Regions from separate parts of the Astyanax mexicanus genome. Here region 2 is linked to region 1. The links are chromatin contacts, called in public Hi-C maps. All regions are on one chromosome and are shown on one strand. Each heading gives the region's core, a stretch centred on a gene start, on an enhancer-like site or on the middle of the called end of the contact. The rest is flanking DNA. Distances are from core to core; before and after follow the strand shown.

The links. A called contact is a pair of places that touch in the nucleus more often than the background predicts.
Region 2: a Hi-C map of muscle shows a contact between it and region 1, with 11 times the contacts expected there. The contact joins the promoter of zbtb16b here to the enhancer-like site in region 1. A contact is called at or near these places in 2 of 3 Hi-C or Micro-C datasets (both in muscle).

What each region holds. Positions count from the first base shown.
Region 1 is chr18:4,044,642-4,051,122 of AstMex3_surface, reverse strand. All of the region lies in intron 4 of zbtb16b (zinc finger and BTB domain containing 16b), which reads left to right. All of the region lies in intron 1 of LOC125782549 (a long non-coding RNA gene), which reads left to right. Among protein-coding and RNA genes, the nearest start is that of tmprss5, 31 kb to the right of the region's middle. Within about 2 kb of position 2,047, the one cell type or tissue checked has an H3K27ac peak away from gene starts, as active enhancers do.
Region 2 is chr18:4,114,854-4,121,488 of AstMex3_surface, reverse strand. It overlaps zbtb16b (zinc finger and BTB domain containing 16b), which reads left to right and starts at 2,944. Exons shown (of 7, transcript XM_007231435.4): 1 at 2,944-3,095. All of the region lies in intron 1 of LOC125782549 (a long non-coding RNA gene), which reads left to right.

The sequences.
Region 1 (6,481 bases), core at 798-3,297:
TAGAGGCCTATTTTTATATAGTCCTATTATCAGCAATTCTCAGTCCTCTGCTTAAATCTCCTGGTTTGGCCAATAATCCAAGTTAAAGATGTTATTGGGCTAATTGGTTGTTGCTCAAATGTGTAATGATGTTTTTTGGACAAAAAAAACACACAAAAGTACCCTTCTTAAAAAATGTGTTCAAACCAAAATCTACAAAACTGAACACTACAGAGTGCATTCCAGTTGTGTATTTATTACATATTTATTAACTAGCTTTGGGGTATGAAGTACAGTATATAAGATATATGCAGTATAGATAAAACATATGTTAAAAGTTGAGTATACTCAAATATACTCAGTACATACTCAGAAAAGTGTGCTTATGATAAATACTATTATTCCACAATAGAATGAAACACAAAAAAGCAAGCCTCTACTATAGCATTAGGTAAAATATCAGATAGAAATTAGTTATATAGTTATATAGGTAGTTTTGTTTGCAAATAATGCTATTTGAGTGCTGTTTTCCATCAGAATAGAGCATAAACCAGATAATAAACAAGTTTATAAACCAATAAAACACTATCTTAGCCCCCAGATGCCCATTGCACTGGAAAAACAGTAGTACTAAAGTCAATATGGCAAAGTAACAGCTTATTTTATCTAATTTAATGTGATTTAAAACACTTTATAGCATATTTTTTCAAATATAAAATATCCCTCACAGGCTTCCAATGCAATGGAAATAAAAAAACAATAATACATATTTTAGTTATTTGGTTTTATTTGCTAAATAGATTTTATAATAGAATATTGGAGTCTTATTTTCTGCACATTAAAGACAGCATTCTTACATTTTTTTCCATCACTGGAGATAATAATTCAGGTCTGAAAGGGTTAAACAGAAATTTGAAAGATGGTGGAATTCCCCTGTATAATATCTGTATTATACAGCTCTGGAAATTAATAAGAGATCACTTAAAAATTATGAGTTTCTTTGATTCTACTAAATTGAAAACCTCTGGAATATAATCAAGAGGAAGATGGATGATCACAAACCATCAAACCAAACTGAACTGCTTGAAGTTTTGCACCAGGAGTAAAGCAGCATAAAGTTATCCAAAAGCAGTGTGTAAGACTGGTGGAGGACAACATGCCAAGATGCCACAGTTGAAAACTGTGATTAAAAACCAGGGTTAATTCCCCATATATTATTTTCTGAGCTCTTAAAATTGCGTAAATATGAACTTGTTTCTGGAATTTGGGGAAAATGTTGTCTGTAGTTTGTAGAATAAAACTACGTCTAGACTAATGTCTTTTTTTTTGTCTTTGAGTCACATTAAGAGTCTGAAAGCTTGAAAAGAAGAGTAGAACATTGATATATTGGAGCTTAAGCTGTTGTTATGAGCAGCGCTGCTCCTGGAACACACACACACACACACACACACACATACACAAACACACACAAACACAAACAGAGAGAGAGAGAGAGACACGACGCTGGAATAATCTCACAATGACTTTAAATAATAAGGGAATGAGTCAGGGTGTGTGTTTGTGGGAGCCGTGTGTTACTGATGCTGTGTGATGGGGTCATGTGAGGTCTGCTGTAGAGTGTGTGAGGCTGTGACCCAGTGCGCCCCCTGCTGGACACCGGGCGCAGTGCTCAACAAGTGCCCCAGCGCTCTTTAATCCAGAATGAGCAGAAGACTGGGGGTGAATGATTTACCTGAGCGTAGCTGCTGATGCAGTATTGACGGAACACGCTGAGCTGAACGCTGAGTTTAGTGTGGGTTTATTGGATGATCTGCAGATGAGTCTGTCTGCTGTCTGTCTGTCTGTCTGTGTCTCTCTCTCTCTCAGATTTCTGAAGTAAAGGATCTTGTTGTTCTGTTCTGCCTCCAAATGTTTGATTTTAAGAAATGATTAATCAGACGGACTGTGATGAAGGAACGGCAACGGAGGCTCGCTCTGATGTTCTCCTGCGCTTTTGAAAATCTACCAAGCACCTGTTTCCTGTGACCTGGGCCTCATTACGAGCTGTGAAAGGCAGCTTGTTCTGCTGGAATACTGATATCCTCCAAACACTCTCACACTCTCTCTCTCTCTCTCTATCTCTCTATCTCTCTCTCTCTCTCCTTCTCTGTATATCTATCTCTATCTCTCTCTCTCTTTCTCTGTTTCTTTGCATTTTCTTTTTTCCTCCTTTGTTCTGCTCTCTCTCTCTCTCACTTTTGCCTATTTTTTTCTTCCCTTGTTCTGCTCTCTTACTCTTCTCACTCTTCTCTCCATCTTCTCTTTGATCTCTCTGATATCTCACTCACTTTCTCTCTTTGTGTTGTCCATATTTTCTCTTTTCTATCTCTGTTCCTTCGCTCTCTGTATATCTATCTCTCTCTCTATTTCTCTCTCTGTTTCTTTTTTCCTCCTTTCTTCTGCTCTCTTTCTCTCTCACTTTTGCCTTTTTTTATTCTCTCTCTCTCTCTATCGCTCACTTTCTTTATATATTCATCTCTCTGTTTCTTTGCTTTTTCTTTTTTTCTCCCTTTTTCTGCTCTCTCACTCTTCTTTCCATCTTCTCTCCGATTATCTGATCTCTCACTCATTTTCTTTCTTCCTTTTTCTGTCTTTCTCTCATTCTGTTGTCCATATTTTCTCTTTTCTATCTCTGTTCCTTTGCTCTCTTTTTCTCTCTCTCTGTCACTCTGTGTTTCTCTCTCTCTATCTCTCTCTCTCTCTCTCTGCTTCTTTGCATTTTCTTTTTTTCTCCCTTGTTCTGCTCTCTCACTCTCTCACTTTTGTCTTTCTTTATTCTCTCTCTCAATCTCTTTATCTCTCACTTTCTTTATACTTTTCTCTCTCTCTGTTTCTATGCTTTTTCTCTTTTTTCCCTTGTTCTGCTTTCTCTCTCTCTCACTTTTGTCTTTCTTCATTCTCTCTCTCTCAATCTCTCTATCGCTCACTTTCTTTACATATGTATCTCTCTCTGTTTCTTTGCTTTTTTCTCCCTTTTTCTGCTCTCTTACTCTTTTCACTCTTCTCTCCATCTTCTCTCTGATTATCTGATCTCTCACTCATTTTTTTCTTCCTTTTTCTGTCTTTCTCTCTTTCTTTCTCTATTCCTCAGTCCATATTTTTTCTATCTTTGTTTATTTTCTATACATATATATATTTTTTTTTCTCTCTTTCTCTGTTTCTACGCTTTTTTCTCCCTTTTATTTTTCCTTTCTTTGTCTCTCTTTCAGTCTGTGTTTATCTGCCCTCTCCAGCTTCTCTCTGAATATCTGATATCTCACTAATTTTCTTTCTTTTTCTGTCTCTCTTTCTTTCTATCTCTATTGCTCTGTCCATCTTTTTTATTTTCTATCTCTGTCTATCTCTTTCACACACTCTGTTTCTTTGCTTTTTCTTTTATCTCCCTTTTTCTCCTCTCTTACTCTTCTTACTCTTCTCTCCATTTTCTCTTTGATTATGTGATCTCTCACTCATTTTATTTCTTTCTTTTTCTGTCTTTCTCTCTTTCTTTCTCTATTGATCTGTCCATCTTCTCTTTTCTGTCTATCTCTCTGTTTCTTTGCTTTCTCTTTTTTCTCCCTTTTGCTCACGCTTATTTGTCTTTCTTTCAATCTTTTCCATCTTCTCTTTGATTATCTGATCTTTCACACATTTTCTTTGTCTTTCTCTTTCTTTATTTATTTCTTCTCCATCTCTGTTCTTATCTCTGTAAAGAAAGATATTTTACCTCTTTCTCTCTGTTTCTTTGTTTTTTTTTTCTCTATTGTGCTCTCCCTTTCTTTGTCTCTCTTCATGCTGTGTTTATCTGCTCTCTCACTCTTTCCAATCCTCTTTCCATCTTTTATCCTCTCTCTCTTCCATTTGTCTCTCTGTCTCTCTTACTGTTTCTCTGCATATTTTCACCTTGTTTTCCACTTCCTTCTCTTTCTCTTTCACAGTATATATTTCATTTCTCTCTGTGTCTCTCTTTTGCTCTCACTTTATTTGTCTCTCTTTCATTCTGTCTTTATCTGCTCTCTCACTCTCTTTCTTTTTCTTGTTGTCTTTTCCTTTGTCTTTTTTCTGTCTTTTTCTATCCATCTGTCCATCTTCTTACTTCACCCTCTCTCTCTCTCTCTCTCTCTCTCTCTCTCTCTCTCTCTCTCTCTCTCTCTTTTCTTTAATAAAATGAACAGTTCTGCACTAGTGGATGTAGATTTGTGTTGTCTGTGATGCGCTGGTTTTGGACTCCCTCATTCTCATTCTCTTCTGGTATTTTTCTGATTATCCGTAATTGTCTGCGCTTGTCCCTCGTTCCGGCAGCTGACTTTGAGGAAACAAAAACACACCAGCGCACGGCTCTCATTGTCTTGTGTGATGAGACGCGGTGGAGAGAGCTTTTGTTGGGAAGAAAAGACACCTCAGCAGCTTTACGCTTCTAAATAAAGGCGGTGAGGAGCGTGAAAGAGCCGGACCCACCACTCAGGCCAATAATAGGGCAGGTCACTCCAACGTTCAGGACAACGGTCCCCCCCCCACTGTCCAGATGGCCTCTCGAATAAATCATAGCCAAAGGTACAATGCATTCCAGAACATAGGCTTCAGCCAACAGTACAGCTCACCACTGACCCTCTGTTTATCCAATTATTAACAATGTGAAGCGGTCAGCACCCGCCCCACTGTGAGCGGACACTGAGGAGAAACGGGGGATCAGCATGAAGACATCTTTATTCTCATGATATCACCATATACAGCTCTGAAAAAAATAAGAAACTACTTAAAAATGATGAGTTTCTTTGATTTTACCAAATTGAAAACCTCTGGAATATAATCAAGAGGAAGATGGATGATCACAAGCCCATTTTTGCACCAGGAGTAAAGCAGCATAAAGTTATCCAAAAGCAGTGTGTAAGACTGGTGGAGGTGAACATGATGCCAAGATGCATAAAAAAAAACTGTGATTAAAAACCAGGGTTATTCCACCAAATATTGATAAATATGATTAAATATTAAAGTACCTGTGGGAGTCTATTATTATTCATTATTATTAGTTATTAGTTATACCACAACACCTGGTGTATCAGTAAATCAGTGTTTAACAATGTTAAAGCAGTAACGCAAAGTACTTTTAAGACTGAAAGCTAAAATTGCTGTCTCACATTTGTCTCCCTTTTTTATGCTCTTATGCTGATACAATAAATAGATGCGCAGCGACTCGGTTCTGATACATCAGCTCACAGACGCAGCCTTGTGTTTATCCACATCACCCTAGGAGTGATGAGGGGAAAGAGAGCCATCTACTGTACCCACCCAGAAAGAGAGAGCAAGGCTCTATCTGTGCTCTCTCAGGGCTCCGGCAGCTGACAGCTAGTTGCATAACCAGGATTCAAACCAGCAATCTCCTGATCATAGCAGCATTTAGCCCAGCTAAAGTCCAAGAGTCCATATTTACAAATGTTAAACTAAAAGAGAGAGAAAAATATACAGTATAATAATAGAGCCTAATAAATCTCGAGAGAGTGACATTGTACAGTGTGAGAAAAGAATGGAACCAAAACAGTTGCTTTGGTTTGATGAATCAGTTGGATTTGTTGATACCTGCAGTGTGATCAGGAAGGTGTGTCATTGCTTTTTGTGTCTTATGTCTAATGAAAACACCAGCTGCCCTGTGCATTCAACATTTGAGTGATAAAGTAAAAAAAATACAGAAGCTATCAAAATGATGGAAATGTCCCATTATAACGTTATAGCATAGTGGGTAACACCACTTCCTTCCTTCTTTTCCCTAAATCTATCTAATATTTTATAATATTTTATAGAATAATGAATAATGGAAACAAATAAATCTCTAACAAACAAATGCATCAATTATCAAAATCAATTATGCTAAAAGTATGAAGAATAACTGTTCATAAGACAGATTACTGTTATTGTAAACTGGTGTTTTAAAACAATGCGATATGATATGACACATTCTTAGTAAACAGTAGAGATGGGCGATATGGCCCTAAAATAATATTGCAATATTTTATCGTATTTTTGCATTATTGTATTTAAGCAGTTCAGTTTAGCTTGGTTTGATGGCTTGTGATCATCCATCTTCCTCTTGATTATATTCCAGAGATTTTCAATTTGGTAAAATCAAAGAAACTCATAATTTTTAAGTGATTTCTTATTTTTTTTTTAGAGCTGTATAGTGGGAAATGACAATATAATATAATATCATAATGATATTCAAAAAGGTAGATGATACAATGATTCCATTTGATTCATTGTATCAACTTCTGAGCCACGCTGCTCTTGGAAGTTTGCCGTGGTTCTGTTTATTTATATTTTGGGTTCTAAAGCACAGCCGACGCTCGTCCTCCTTCAGTTTTAATCACATTCAGGCGTGATGGATATCGCTCTTCTAACATCGAGCACGTAAATCAGACAGGAGTGAGGCGATGCATCAGGAGGCTGGTGGTGGGGTGAAGCGGGCGTCACCTGAAGGGGGCCAAGCATG
Region 2 (6,635 bases), core at 1,695-4,194, 69 kb before region 1:
TTTAAAACGAGGTGTTAATAACTTAAAAAGTGCAGAAGAAGATTATTAAAAACCTCTGTTTACATCCCGTAACGCTACTAGCTTCAGCTCCGAGTGCCGCCATCACTGAACTGATAATGACATAGACATATATATACATAGACTCTGCATAGCGTAGCAACCGGCGCCAGGAGCTCAGCACTGAAACTCTGATTCTAGCAGGGAGGTGTGGAGCTACTTTGAGGTGGATTACGGTCTAAAAAGTGATTCATCTGGGTAAATTATGCCCCGTGACGCCCAGTCTGAAGGGTTTTGGACAAACTGTTAAAAATTATGGATCTCTGAACGCTGTGGGAGAACGGAGGCGTGCTGTTCATCAAAGATAAGAACTTTTTATCATGTTTTACTACAACAAAAGTACATTTTACACCAGAGTTCTCCTTTAACACACAGGCTCCTGTGCACGCTGAATATTGTGTTTTTAGGCTACGTGCTAACCACAAATCCACAGCTCAACCACATCCCACCCGAGCGGTCACTGTCCGCTGACTAACAAGAATGAAGAAAACCAGTGTTGCTGCCCTCATACCTCAGTGTAGGATAGCATGAGGTTTCACCATTAGCCGTGCAGAACACACTGTGCCATTCACTGTTCTGGGAGAGTGTGTGTGTGTGTCGGACTGGTTTTGGTGGTGAGAGTTTTTTTTTTTGAGAAAAGATCTTTGGTATTTTTTTAATGCTGTCAAATGATTAATAAAGATATTTCCATTAATATCTATTAAGCCTGTTCACATTGTTAAGAAAAAATATCCAATTGGAACGGTTTTAAACAGTTGCGATGGTGTATTCACTGTAGTGCTGAATATTTTAAAGTTAATGTTAACGCAAATTAAAAAAAAATCTAATTTGTAGTTTGTCTAGATTTGTAGTTTTTGCCCAAATGTTGTTCGTTAACCCTGACACGTCTTGGCTACATGAATACTTTGAGGTTAAAAACTGTTTTAAATTTCAAGAGCTCCAATTACCTATCATACCTTAAAACATAGTCAGTTAAGGAGACACTTTTACTTCAGCAACAAAATATGGCTATAGTTTCTAATCTTATCGAAAGCTTGCATGAAAAGAATATATTAAAAACAATACAGAATACAGAAATAGTAGAATGTCACTGTATGCATTACATGCATTGCGTAGTTTAGTACTAAACACAGTATTTACTGTATGTACTGACTCATTTTGACAGTGAGGAAGCAGTGCAAGTGTAAATGTTGCTTTACACAAAAAAGTACAGTTAGTTAGTATTAGTAATAAGTACGCAATTGGAACGCATACAATTTTTTTTAATCATTTCTGAAAACATGAAAGTTTGTGTAAACAGGTGGTACGCCACTAAATCTGAATGGGTGGGGCTTCAGAGTACAGTAAAAAAAAATCACCATATATATATATATTTTTTATTTTTTATTAATATTATTATTATTATTATTATTATTTACAAAAAGTTTTAATGAGGAAACAGGTGGTTCACCACAAAACCTGATAGAAAAAAATAGATGTTTAAATGTTTATTTAAAAAAGTCAAAATTAGAAAAAAATTGTTAGTATTAATAATTAGTACGCAATTGGAACGCACACAACATCTTTTTACACCATTTACGAAAAACGTAGAAGTTTGTGTAAACAGGTGGTTCACTACAAACTCTGAACATAATCTATCTGAATATAAAAAAATCTGAATGGGGTGTGGTTTGAGAGTACAGTAAAAAGTATTCACCCAATATTTTAGTTTTCATTATTTACAAAAAACACAAAAAAAGTTTTAATGAGGAAACAGGTGGTTCACCAAAAAAAACAAAACATTTTTTTTAACAAAGTCCAAATTTATAATAAAAAAAAAAATAGTAGTTAGTATTAGTAATAAGAACGCACTTGGAACGCAGACAACATAGTTTTTACACCATTTAGGAATAACTTAAAAAGTTTGTGTAAACAGGTGGTTCACCACTAAATCTGAATATAAAAATCTAAATGGGGTGGGGGCTTTAGAGTACAGTAAAAAAATCACTGAATATTTTTATTTTCATTATTTACAAAAAAACACAAAAAGTTTAATGAGGAAACAGGTGGCTCACAACAAAATCTAAAGAAAAAAATGTCAATAAAAACCTTGTTAGTTAGTGTTAATAATTAGTACGCAATTGGAACGCACACAATATTTTTTTAAAAACATTTAGGAAAAACTTAAAAAGTTGGTGTAAACTAACTTAAAATGTTTGTGTGGTTCACTACAAAATCTAAATATAATCTATCTGAATATAAAAATCAGAAAAAAAAGTAGAAAAAGTAGAAAACAAAAACAAATAATACAGTACAACAAAGGAAAAGGTGCTTAACTAGAAAGTTCTTTCACTTCTGCTTCAAATGAAACCACAGTCTTTGAAGAACCGTTGAAGAACCATACTTTATAAGAGTAATGCAAACAATGAAACGGAAGCTCTGGAAAAGAAATAAGATAAAAATAAGAGACCACTTAAAAATTAGGAGTTTCTAACCAAATTGAAAAATTTTAAATCTCTGGAATATAATCAAGATGAAGGTGGATGATCACAAGCCATCAAACCAAAATGAGCATAACATCACATAAATCTTTACATAAAAACCTGAATGGGTACAGTAAAAAAAAAAAAAAAACTTTTTATGAGGAAACAGGTGGTTTTTATTTTTTTTAATTCTGTATTTGCTTTTTAAAACTAAAGTAAGTAAATGTAAATGTTGCTTTGTCTAAAAATTAAAACACAAGTAAAAAACTGAGAGAAAAAGTAGAAAAAAGAAACAAATAAACACCAGCAGCGCGCGGGAGCCGCCGCCTCTCTCTCTCTCGCTCTCGCGCGCTTCTTCTGAACGGGGCTGTGAGTCAACGCGGTGACGTCAGGTCCGCTCATTTGCATAGCCGAAAGTGGAGTGAGCGCGCGGAGCGGCTTTCTGTGAATCCTCGGTAGGTCGCGCGCTCGCGCTGCTGCTGCTGCTGCCTCACTATAACCGGAGAAACACAACAGCGCGAGAAACAGCACCTGTAACATCAGTGACGCTGGAGCCGGAGCGCGCGTGAGGCACAGGTAAGCCGCTCAGTTTGTGTTTATATATGTGTGTTTATGTTCTCTGGAGCAGCGCGTGCTCAGGAGTGAGGAGCGCGAGATGCATTAGAGGTCTGGGTCTGGGTGCTGAGCACTCTGAGCACACTCTCCACGTGCGGCTCGCTCACCTCAAGTGACTCGTGCGTTTGAAGCGAATCATTGGATGGCAAACTGTTGCAGCAGCGCGCGCTCTAGTACTATAATACCGCGTCCCGTAGGCTGCATGCATGCATCCCAGCCAGCCAGCCAGGTGCAGCCAGTCGCCCGGCTCGTGCACGCTCTCTCGCGCTAAGTCAGTCGCTCGCTCGCGCGGGCGGGCAGATGATCTGCTTGGTTGAGGCGTGCTTGTTGCACGCAGAGAACGGAGAGACTTTCAGAGCGCGAGACCTGCTGCACGGTTGTGCACTGAAGATGTCTCTGTTTGCAACGCTCTGTTCTGCTGTCAGCGGCACGAGACAGCACGAGCGCGGTGTGTTTGGCACAAAGCACGCTGCTTCTTAGTGCATGTTGCTGCTACATACCCATCTGGAACATGACTGACATTCAACGTTGTGGTCAAATTGTAGTTTTATTTTTTTGAAAGGAAAATAATTACCACAACTGCTTTAGCATTATTCTCAACAAAAGGGCTCTAGCTACATAAGGTTGCCCCTAGGCAATAAATAGTAAAAAAGGCAAAGTTTTGGAAACTAAGCAACAAAAAAGATGGTGTAATAATCAAAAAGGCATCACCATGCTATAGTAGAGTGTTAAACTGTTGAAAACAACATACATATTGCCTTTTTTATATAAATATCGTTGTTATAATGAGTGTATTACATATTTAATGGTCAAATATCAAAATGTAGGTGTTAATAATACAATACAACAAACTAAAAGGTGCTTAATAAGAAAGTTCTTTCACTTCTGCTTCAAGTGAAACCACAGTCTTTGAAGAACTGTTGAAGAACCATATTTTATAAGAGTATACTTTATAAGATACTTTATAAATGTACACAATGACACGGAAGCTCTGGAAAAAAATAAGATAACAATAAGAGACCACTTAAAAATGATGAGTTTCTTTGATTTAACCAAATTGAAAACCTCTGGAATATAATCAAGAGAAAGATGGATGACCACAAGCCCTCAAACCAAACTGAACTACTTGAATTTTTGCACCAGGAGTAAAGCAGCATAAAGTTATGCAAAAGCATTGTGTAAGACTGGTGGAGGAAAACATGATGCCAAGATGCATGAAAATTGATTTCTGAAGTTTTAAAACTTCTAAAACGATATTATAATGAATATAGACTTGTTTTATTTGCCTTGTTTGAGGTCTGAAAGCACTGAATTCATCTTTTTTATTTCACACATTTCTCATTTTCAGCAAGTAAAAGCTCTAAATACCAATATTTCATTTTACTCAAACATATACCTATAAATAGTTAAATCAGAGAAACAAATTATTTTGAAGTGGTCTCATTTTTTTTCCAGAGCTGTACATATATATAAAAATAGTTCAATGATGTTGATTTACCCATAAATAAACAAATAGATGTTGAAATGCTGGTTGGGTAGATTCCTAGTTTTCATTTTTTTGTGGTGGTTCTCTGAGCTGGACAGAGCACACACACACACACACACACACACACTGAAACAGTCATGTTGTGGGTTGGTCAGTGGTCAGCCTGACCTGCCCTCCTCCTCGTGCTCCTCCTCCTCTAATGGAGATCTAATGTGAGATTATGTAATGTTGTTTTGGAAAAGCGTGCCTGTTGAAGTCATTCATCATAGAGGAGGAGAGGAGGAACCTCACGAGAGCGCTGACCGGTCCTCCACGTCCAGCCTCAGACTCTCTCTCTCTCTCTTCAGCTTAGAGCTTCAGACTTCACTTCCCACCGCCTCCTTCCTCCTCTCTAACCTTAAATGACCCTTTGGCTTTAAACTGGTTTTAAACTGGTAGAAGGCACAGGGAGGAGAAGGCGAGCCATTTCTGCTTAATTTAATGTTTAAGATGTAGTTCTAAACACAGTCTTTCAGAGTGTCGGGGTGTGAAATGTTCCTTTCTAGTGATACTTGCCAAGTCAGAATTGTTTACAGTTGTGGTGATGAGACCCAGACGTCTGAACAGTTGAATGCCTTTAAAAGCTTTCCTCACAGGAAGCTTTTGCGCAGAATGATTAGGAATGCTGCGCTTGATTCCTTAGACACTGTTTTTTTTAGAGTAGGGCTGGATGTAAATCAGTATTAATATATTTTGCAATAGAAAATATTTTAATGACTAATAAAGTAATTATTACTTTTTATAGATATTTTACAGATATTTTAAAATACAGAGCTTATTACAGGAATTGGAAAATTCTTTTTTAGACGTTTATAGCTACAAAAATAATTTTTGAGTTGATTGCGATTTTTGCATTTTGTATTATTTTTTGTATTTTTAGCATAGTATAAATTTGTAGGATAATTTCATACAAAGAATTGTGATAATACCTTAAATAACAGCAAACTTAAACTGTAATACCCGCATGCAGCAACAGAGGGAGCTTGTCATGCTTCACAGACTGTGATCACATGATACAGTATAACTAAGCTGGAGGTAGTGTGAGGCAGAGCAAGGTAGAGGTCCACAGTAAATATTCACACCAAACTACTTCTTAATTAATTTTATTATTAAATCAATGTAAGTATGCATATTTATTTATTGCATTTTACTCTAAAATCGGGATTGCTAAAACTGCAGGAAATGTATTGGAAAATAAGAACAGTACAGTTTATTCTTTTGTATCAAGCAAGTTGTAGCATGACGTTTATGGTTGGTTCAGTTTGCCTTATATGACAGTGCATGTCCTGCGATTTGACTAAGGCGCATGTGGACATTGTGATGTCAATGCTGTAATGTTTTATTGTGCCTAATAATGGCAAATTATTGGGGATTTTGGCAGATTTTGAGAAATATATCATGATATAAATGTTGACCGGAAGTTTAGGCTTTCTTTACTATCTTATAGTAGACAATTTAATGCAGTGCACTGTTAGCCATCATATACTTTTATATTAAATCAGTTTAAAATGAGTAATTTATGAGATCTATCCTTACATGTCATTACCATGCATAAACCTTGTGTCTCTACACATTCTGATTTTACTTTGTGACATAATTTCAATTTGGTAGTTGTTCTTTACATTTTGTCCAAATTTCATGATAAATAATCAATAAATAGACTTTTACTAAAGGCTAAGAAGGGTTTTTTGTGTTTTCGTAAAGTTAGTGTTTTGGAAATTACAAAAGGACAAGGTTATTGCATGACAGTGACAAAACAAATCTCTAAAGACTTGTTTGAGTGCAGATAGTGGATTTACATAGTAAATTATGGCATTTGTATTGTATTATATTTTATTGTATTGTATTATATTGCAAACCCTGCTTTTTGTCCTCAAATTTTTTAATAATGTACCAAAGCAATGCACAATTTCACATCAAACCACTCTCAATGAGTTTGTTTACATATTATTGACTAGATTATGCAAGAAATTGTG